2 separate regions of the Arachis hypogaea genome follow, and region 2 is linked to region 1. The links are chromatin contacts, called in public Hi-C maps. All regions are on one chromosome and are shown on one strand. The core of a region is the stretch at or near the end of the contact, and the rest is flanking DNA. Distances in the headings are between cores, read along the strand shown. Region 1 has its middle 5.0 kb from the start of LOC140177098. Region 2 holds the start of LOC112727954 (sulfoquinovosyl transferase SQD2).

Region 1 (4,922 bases), core at 1,073-3,572:
TGAAGGTTGAGAGACTTGCCTAAAGGCTAAATAACCAGAAAAATTTTCTATGGTCTACACTAATCTTTATATTCCTCTAGAGAAACATAGATGATGGGCTTTGGATTGAAGGGAGTCTTAAGTTATCCACCATATCCATAGATTCTTTTTCAAGAATTATGCCACTAGTAGTCGTGGTAGTACCTTCTGCCATGTTTTTAGGTTGATGTTGATCCCCTCGGCATCCATCTTTGCCTTCATGTGAGTAGTATAAGCAATAGAATTCTCTATCATGTCTTCAGATTGGGGCTGATCCCCCACATTGTCCATCTTCACCTTTTTAGTACTTCTAACCACCAGATCTTCTTCCTCCATTGATCGCTTGTCGAGATCTGTTGAAAGAATATCAGAACTTGTGTTTTTTATATTGTTATTATTCAATTATCCAGTATTCCCATTATCGTTATATTTTTGAGATATAAATAATCAATTTTTAACAATTACAACTGAGTTATAACAAGTATATCATTATGAATCATTATTTAATTACACAGCATTTAAAATCAATTCAATATGTACGTAAGTAATTTTTTTTAAATAAATGAAAAAGACTAGACACACTAATTAAGAGAATTTGCCAAAATTGCATTGAACAGTACAAGAAAAATACCTATCCAACTACACTTGAAAAGTGTAGTTAAAAATGAAAAAAAATTATGCCTTTGGCTAAGACTACGCTTTTTTTACTTTGGAGATGCTTTAGTGGGGGATGCCTATTCGGCCGTTGCATATTCTCAAAGACTACCCTTTTCTGTATCAAAAGCTACACTTTTTGCGTTCAAGAATAGGGTGTGCTTTTCAAGTAATGCTACTCATGACCAAAAGCTACGCTTTTCAGCTTTCATGCTTACTAGAATAGGCTACACTTATCTTTACTACTGAATTATCTTTAAAACGTAGCCACATTGTATACCATAGGTCCATAGCTATTCTATATAAGTGTAGCCTTATGTCCCTCAAACAGTGCGTAAGCATAATCTTCTTGATTAAAAAACCAAGAAGAAATTTTTTTCATGATCCATGATATTGACCACATGCATCCTTTCTAGCCCATCACTTGAGGACCCATCCTTTTTCCATGGTTTAAAGGTTGAGAGACTTGCCTAAAGGTTTAATAACCAGGGAAATTTTCTATAGTCTGCAGTAGTCTTCATATTCCTTTAAAAAAAACCTGGATGTTGAGCTTTGGAGTAAAGGGAGTCTTAAGTTATCCACTATATTCATAAATTCTATTTCTATTCTTCTGCAACCAAATCAGCTATTTCTTTAGGATTTAGATTTTCAAAACCATTATCAACCATCATATCCCAATAAAAAATCTTTCAGATAGTATTGTCACTCATTTTTTTCTCCTTTTTATTCTCCTCTTAGGGGTGAGGAAGATTTATGCCAGTAGTAGTCATGATAGTATTTTCTACCACGTTTTCAAGTTGATGTTGATCCCCTCTCCATCCATCTTGCCTTCATATGAGTAGTACTAGTAATAGAATTCTCTATCATGTCTTCAGATTGGGGCTAATTTCCCACAGCGTCCATCTTCACTTTTTTAGTACTTGTAGCGATCAGATTTTCTTCTTCCAGTGATCGTTTGTCGAGATCAGTTGAGAGAATATCAAAACTCATGCTTTTTATATTGTTATTTTTCAGTTATTCAGTATTCTCGTTATCGTTATATATTTTAGATATAAATAATCGATTTTTATCAATTACAATCAAATTATAACAATATATCATTATGAATATAATTATAATTTAATTACACAGTATTTAAAATTAATTCAATATGTACATGAATATTTTTTTTTTAATAAATAAAAAAGACTAGACACACTAATTAAAAGAATTCGCCAAAATTAAAGTGGCCAGTAGTAACCGGTGAAGTACAAGTCTTTTCTCCTCATGCATGAACATACTAATATTTAACGTTTAACACATGAAAAAGATTAAATGTTACGTATAAATTTGTTCATACTAAGAAGACAAAATTGAATTGGTCGGTTTGTGGTACCTAGGTTAAAATAGATAGTACGATGCTTCGGCGAATTTCATGAACATGAATTTACGTCCAAAGTGATCTTTCCTTCGTTCAAAGTGGTATTTCCTAGAAAGACCACATAATATAATCACATGTCTTATAACATCCATATATCTTCGTGCTCTGTGGCCTTTAATGCTTTCCTAATCCCCGTGCTTTAATTTGCTCAATCATTTAACTATGTCAAATCAACATCTTAATTAATTAGACCAACATGATTCTTGTATTTAAATGTGAGTCTTAGTCTAAAGTTATCTTTGACTATATATATACTAAATAATTAAACATATCAAAATGAAGAGCGGAGTGGGGGGTGGGGCGATATTATTCATGATAATTTGTAATATATAATTGATGATTTTGTTCGAAGACTTGAATTTGTATGGCTGCTAAACTTTAGCTATTGTTTCGTTTGGATTTTTTTTTTTTTTAATTTTGACAGAAAATGTTAATTAAGTTTGTATCAATGATCCCAATTTAAAAAATAGATTTAACTTTTTTTATATATTAATCTTAAGATTTAGAAATTCTTCTAATAGAATATAAAAACTAACAATTATAAAAAATAAAAAATAAAAAAAATAAGTGCAAAATTTAAAGAATTAAAAATTACAAAACGTACATTAAAATATACAGAAATTAACAAATACTTGAATAAAAATAATAGAAATTAAATCATGAAAGAAAAAAAAATAGAATTAAAACTACTGGAAAAAAATGGAGTCTGCCAATATATTTATATGGGTTGGTGACTCATATTTATGCACGTTAGTGTAATTAAAAAGTTTTAGAGTGAGTATGTGAATGAATGAAAACTCCCTAAACTTATTAAATTTAATCCTATATATTTATAGAAAAAAAATTCTAAGCTTAATTGGTATAACTTTAAACTTCAAGTAAATTTGTATTTTAAGTACGGACTTAGTTACAAAATTTGATATGGTATAGAGAACTAATTAAAAAAAAATTTAAAAATCTAATTAAAAATTTTGTAAAATTACAGAGACTAAAAAAATAATTAAACCTATATTTTATGTTTATGATTCAAATGTCAATGTCTCAAAATCTGTCTTAATACATACACAAATCAAACATACAACCTCATAATTCACACGCATTATGGTGTGATCATGGTGTCTACATTTACTAACAACCACCAAAGCCGTTAATATATAACATTTTTCCTTAAAAAAATAATAAAATCTCTATTTTAGCGATGACCTTTTAACTTATTGACAATCTGGCCGTAGCTAACTCTCGATTCCAAACATGCCGTCGACAACAAGCGTCTAGCTAGTAGTGTCGAAATATGGCCAAGTCAAACTCAATATTTAGAAAATAAAAATGACTTTACCTAGTATATTTAGCTGTAAACGAATAAATCTTAAAAATCTGAAATATAATTCATTGGATATTATTCATACTCTAACTCCAAATAAAGCTAGACCCAAAAAGAATAGAGACCTACACAAGAGGTTAGGCCTCCTCTACGCCTACCCAATCTCATAGAGGTCACACGCAATTAGAGATGTACAAAGTCCTACTTATTTAAAAAAATAACTACTTTTCAAGATATTTCATATCCATCTAGAAGGAAGATCTCAACAACTTCTCTATCAAAAGGGAATGGCTATCTACCATCAAAGGTATAACTACTCTAAAAAGGTGGTTAGCTATTCTACTATAAATACACTAATATATTCAGGTATATTCAGGACCCAATCTACTTAAAAACTGCCTAATGCCTTTGCTAACTTAAGCATCGAAGTCTTTTGCAGGTACCACCCCTACCTCCTCACAAGGAATTCGAACGGTAGCACCTTGGCAACAACACAAGTCGAATGCTGCCTCAGAAGGAATCTAGATCTCACATTCAGGCCCAAATCACCATTTCAAGTAACCCTTGGAACATTAGTGCATTTCCGGAGACCTAGAAGTCTACACTCACCATGGTGGATGAACAATTTGAAGACGAGCGTACTGCATCTGAGTCCGAACCAAGGCCTTATACGACGATCGAGCCCTTGTGATGCCCCACGACAAGAAGTTGCAAGTAACCCTAATGGAAAAGGAGCATCACGAAACCCTCACACCCGACGACTACAGTCAGGGGTACATTCACATGAGAACAAAGAGCCCTACACTCAACTGATGGGACTCGTACATGGACATCATGGACGGTTGGAGCAATTCGAACAAGAGATCGAGCAACAAAGAAAAGCCGAAAGAGATCTACGAAGGGAGGTACAATGTAGAAGGGAACTTGAGGAAAAGCTTCTAAAATTAGAGGCTGATTTGCAAAATCGGACCAATAACATTGAACGAGAAGAAAACTCTTTTGGGAGAGAAGATCCATTCATAGAAGAGATCATGCAGACTAGGATTCCAAGAAATTTTAAAAGTCCCGACATGAATCTCTATGATGGCACGACCGATCCAAGACATTATCTCAGTAGTTTCAAGAGTAGGATGTATCTAAACGACACGTCTGATGTGACTCATTGCAAGGCTTTTTTGACAACATTAACCAAAGCAGCAATGAAGTGGTTTGATAGCTTACCACCCAGGTTGGTGACATGCTTTGATGACCTGGTAAGAAAGTTTCTTACCTCATTTTTAATTTAGAAGGACAAAGTTAAATATGCTCCAAGTCTCTTAGGAGTAAAACAAGAAGTTGGAGAGATCCTCTAAGCATATATAAAAAGGTTCAACAAAGCTTGCTTAGAAATACAGAAATCGCCTCCCGAAGCAGTAATAATGGGGTTAGTTAATGGCCTTAGAGAAGGGTCATTTTCTCAATCCATATCAAAGCGGCATCTGACCTTTTTATATGAAGTACAAAAATAGG
Region 2 (4,922 bases), core at 1,742-4,241, 130 kb after region 1:
CTGTTCATATGAAAATTACAATAGGTTCACAAACCTCAGTCTTATTCGCATTTCATGGGACTTGAATTTGGGATGGAAACTTTCAGAATCGACACCCTTGTTCCAAAGGCGAATCTTGTTAGCTGGAAATTGACAAATGAAATAAGTCAGACACCAAGAATGGTGTACAAAAGAAATGGTTATGCTTGGCTATTGTTATTGATCGAGGAAAGCTGAAGACCAATCAACAATGGTGTTTGAGTTCACCTGCTGTTACTCTAGCTACTTCAAGATCCCTTGCAATGGCAGCCGATGGCACCAAAGTCAGGTCTGCAGCTCTGTGCAGAAACTCTACATAAAACAGAAACTCGACATTATTCTCACAAAAACATGTCACTAAGTATGACAACAGTGGAAAGAAGGAAGCATACATACTTATGACCCACCACATGGGTTGCACCAGCCAGCTAAAGGTGTATCTTGGAATGTATCTGAACAAAGAGAAATAAAAATAAAAATGATCAGCCATAAGAAATACTTGGTTTAATGTTCGAAAGCCTAACATCGTAGCATTGCAAAGGTGCAATGTTGAACTTTGACTTTTGTGTACATTGCCTATTTTGATCTTTAATATTTTCTATTTTAAGGTTGATTTATGAAGAAACAAAGTGAAAACAATAACATCATGTTTTCTGTTTTCATTTTTCTCCTTCACAAAATCCTTAAAACAGAAACAAAGCAAGTCCTAAGTAAACATGTAACTTACACTGGTACATGGGTGTGATAAGACATGACAATGGGAACACTAAGAAGCTTTGCAATTGCAAGAGCACCGAACACCTGAAATTCAACCATTGTTAGTTATGGTAGGTTCTTTACTACAACTATATATCATTCATTTAAATGCAACAGTTATTAAAATGAGAAAAACCGGACACCAACCATTATTCCTGGTGATGATGCGTGTATTATGTCAGGCTTAAACTCGGCAACGGCTGATATTATTCTTGGACTAAGTGCCAAAGAGAGGGGTACCTTCTGATACCAAGGACAAGGGAAGCTGCATTTTTTTTCCAGGTTTAGAGTAAATTTGTTAGATAAAACAATGGCTGCAGCATTAACCATAACTTCAAAGAATTTTTCATGAATTTTATCTAATTAGGAAATTTCTAATTTCTAAGTTCTAAATTGATATAAGCAATTTCAAATATCAGCAATTACTATAACTTAGAAACAATTTCTATATGGTTAAAAGATTCAGAAATAACTGCAGAGGTTAGAGATGGCCAAGAATAAAATCTGCTAAGAAACTAAACAAATCAATGTTAGCAACCTTCGCGATCCGATTAATTTTGCTCCATAAAATTCCTTGGGTACACCTTCATGTGTTGTCACAACCATTACCTATTACAAGAAGAAATGAAGACAAGCAATTAGTTTACAATGTTAGAATTTTTAGGATACATGGCAGAATTTTCTCGTTTTTTCTTCATAAAATCCTCAAACTAGAAAACATGAAAAAATGACAATAGAAACCAACCAGGCTTAAGATAACAGAGAAAGTTACCTCATCTCCCATTTCGCGAAGGTATTTTATAAAATTCTGAAACCGGTTTTTGTATCCTGAAACATACCTGCAAAATAGATAGAGCTCTCAATAAAAATCCAATTTAAAAGGAAGAGACATTGTTCTTTCTAAAAGTAGTCTACACATGAATGATAATCACAATTCACAAAGGTAATGTAATCACAAATGTACTTAAATGCAGAGAGAACCTATAAATGAAGGGACATTCATTTATAATCAACACTTCCCAGAATTAATTCATAATTAATCTTTGATTCTCTCACCCCACAAGTAGTTATTTACAAGTCCTAGAGGCAGCACTGCAAAACATATAGCTGAGATGCATTTTTCTTCTAATATTCCAAAACAGATTAGCACAAAATCCAGCTCAATTAAATCATAATTGAAACCATGAAGGTCAAATCCAATCTGATCTACATGAAAAAAAGAAAGCAAAAAAAAAACCTCAAACAACCAAAGTCAACACTGGATCATAACAACAGAGCAAGTCAACTGTAGTGGAAAGAGAAAGTTAAAAACTTTAATGTCATCTGAACAAAGAAACAAAAGAGTTTTTTTTTTTTAATTAAAAATTCACATGATGGGTTTTGACACCAAAGAAGAAAGTTGTTGGGCTGATGCAGTTGGAAGAAGATCTAAATTAAGCAATTAAGTTTGGTTAAAGCGACTAGTAAAACAATGGGGAAGAGTTAGGAACAAAATCAAAAGAGGGAATGAATGACTCACGCAAATGGAGAAGGCTCAACGAAAAGTGCGATTCTTCTTGGCCTAGAATTGTTCTCAGGATCAAGCAAAGCAGACTCAGGAGGAGAATCTTCTTCTTCCTCAACAACCTGAAGCAAACTATCCCCAGCTATGGTCATTTTTTCGTTGGTAGCTCCAAGGTACGAACTTTTCCTTCTTCTCAGAGTGTTTGAGCCTTGAAAGGTGCAAAAATTTGATCTTTTGCAAATGGGTGTGATGGGTTTTGGTCCAAATGATTGGAGGAGAGAGAATCCGGCAGAAGCAAAACGAGGGTAGTATGAAGAAGAGGAAGAGGGAAAAGAGAAAGAAGAAGAATAAGTGGTGTTTGTGTCAGGTGAGAGAAAAGGAGGAGAGAGAGAGGAATTTATAGAGAGAGAAGTGGAAGTAGTGTTCATGATGATGGCAAATATGTGAAGGAGTATATAATCATAAAGTTACAGCCTTTGAAATGTGCTCGATTATTGAATTGATTAATATGGAATTGTTTGCAAGGAAGAGTGTGTGTGTTTGTGTGTGTGAGAATGAAGGAATCTAAGACACATGCAAAGGACTCTAACAATGGATATTCTCTTTATGATGGCGGGTGAGAGAGGAATCAAAAGGGGGAACTTTGAGCATATGCTATTTGCCTCTTTGGTCAAATGATTCAACCCTATTTCCCACATTTTACACAATAATTCAACTTGGAAAAAAAATTTAGCCAATTGTATCGAATTAAGTCTTAGAGTAACTCTAATCTATTTTTTTGGGTATTAATTTGATTTTTACAGTTATTGAATTAATTTAAAATTAAAATTTGTATTGAATATTATTTTTGAAATGATACAAATATCAATAAAAAAATATTGCATCATTCTAAAGAAAGATTAGTAAATATTATATTTGTATATCTATTAAGTCCATTAAATGAACATTGTAACTTTGTAACTTTGTTAAATTAAAATAAAATCACACATTGAAGTGATGAATTTTATATTGAATTTAAATTAATTTTTTATGATATATAATCCCATAAATACTTATGTGATATTGTGTGAGATTCAAAATAAAATGAAACTAAAATCAAGCATTAGAGATATCTTTAAAGTAATTCTTTTAAATTGGTTGCATATACTAAAATAATACTTAAGATCTTAATGTACTAAACTATTAATTACGACTTTAAAATTAATAAAAGTATATTATACCAATTTCTAAAAGTATGATAAATTTTTTGATAAAAAAATATAATTGATGTATTTAAAATCTCAAAAACTATTTTAAATTTTAATACATGTTCATATTTTAAACAATCAATTTAGAACTTTAATTATATCTTTTATATATATTAGAGACAATCTTATAATTAGAAATCTTATAAAAGAAGTGAATTTTTTCCCTCATATTAGTGGATATTCAAACTCCAATTTGATATTAATGGTTAAGGAATAGGAATGTCAATCACGTCAATTAATTCTGTGTTGTATGAATGACTCGCCATTTGCTACAAATAGATAGTGTGTGAATATAAATTAACTGGATTTTTTTTGTATACATTCTATTTAATAATACAAACAAATAGTATAGTAACATGTTATATAACGAAAAGTAAATTCATATTTTATTACACAGCTTGTTGGATCCTTTAGAGCGAGAGTGATAGTAAAAAATTGATGAATAAAAATGTATGATGCACCCCACCGACACGGACATGGGACATGACACGAGATACGTCGACACGCGAATTTTAAAATCTTACATGACACGGGGACACGTATACATATAAAATATAAAGTATTTTTTAAATAAATCGTAATGATATTTTAATATTTCATTGATATTAAAATATAAATTAATTTTTTAAATTATTTTTAATATCTTATTTTAAGTATATCAAGTATTTAAAATATTTTTTATTTTAATAAATAATAATATATACTCTATCTAAATTTATTTTAAGAATATATATTAAGAATAAGACCGACACGCTGACACGTGATGGTATTTAGGTGTGTCCAAGTGTGTTCGGAAAAAAAATTTTTATTTTTTATTGAGACACGGTTTGGACACAGGAGACACGCGTGTCGAACGAGTGTCGGTGAGTGTCGTATCCGAAATGTGTCCGACACGCAACTCAACAAAGTGTCCGTGTTTCATAGATAAAAATAGCGAAGGAAAACATAAAAACAACAAATTAATAGAAAAATATTTTGAGAATCGTATGCCACAAAAATATTTAAATTTGCCACAACAAAGAAAAAATCTCATAAATGAATGTGAAAAACATAGCATGATACAAAAATTAGATAAGAATGAATATGATTGATGTTGGAGAATTTGGAATATTAATTTGGTTAAGTAAAAATTTGAATAACTACTTTAACTAATATGTGAAATTTAAAGAATTATTTTGGCCATTTACTTAATTCATATATCTAAGGGATAAGTATGATTTTGGTCTCTAAGGTAGAGGCTGAAAATTTATTTCGTCCCCTAACTTTTTTTTGCTCTAAAATGGTCCCCAAAGTTTCAGTTTGTTTTAAAATCATCCTTTTTACCAATTTTATTTTTTTTATTACCAAATTACCCTTCATTAAAAAAATTATAAAATAAAATAAATATAAAATAAATA

Evidence for each region. Hi-C and Micro-C count contacts between places; a contact is called where the count stands out from the background.
Region 2: a contact with region 1 is called in a Hi-C map of an unstated tissue, with 4 times the contacts expected there. The contact joins the promoter of LOC112727954 here to the enhancer-like site in region 1. A contact is called at or near these places in 4 of 8 Hi-C or Micro-C datasets (leaf and an unstated tissue).

Annotation. Positions count from the first base shown.
Region 1 is chr12:102,578,484-102,583,405 of arahy.Tifrunner.gnm2.J5K5, forward strand. No RefSeq gene overlaps it. Among protein-coding and RNA genes, the nearest start is that of LOC140177098, 5.0 kb to the left of the region's middle. Within about 2 kb of position 2,323, at least 1 of the 3 cell types and tissues checked has open chromatin away from gene starts, as enhancers often do.
Region 2 is chr12:102,706,805-102,711,726 of arahy.Tifrunner.gnm2.J5K5, forward strand. It overlaps LOC112727954 (sulfoquinovosyl transferase SQD2), which reads right to left and starts at 2,992. Exons shown (of 11, transcript XM_025777913.3): 1 at 2,294-2,992; 2 at 1,547-1,613; 3 at 1,313-1,383; 4 at 922-1,039; 5 at 746-819; 6 at 415-470; 7 at 247-330; 8 at 35-122. The coding sequence starts at 2,706.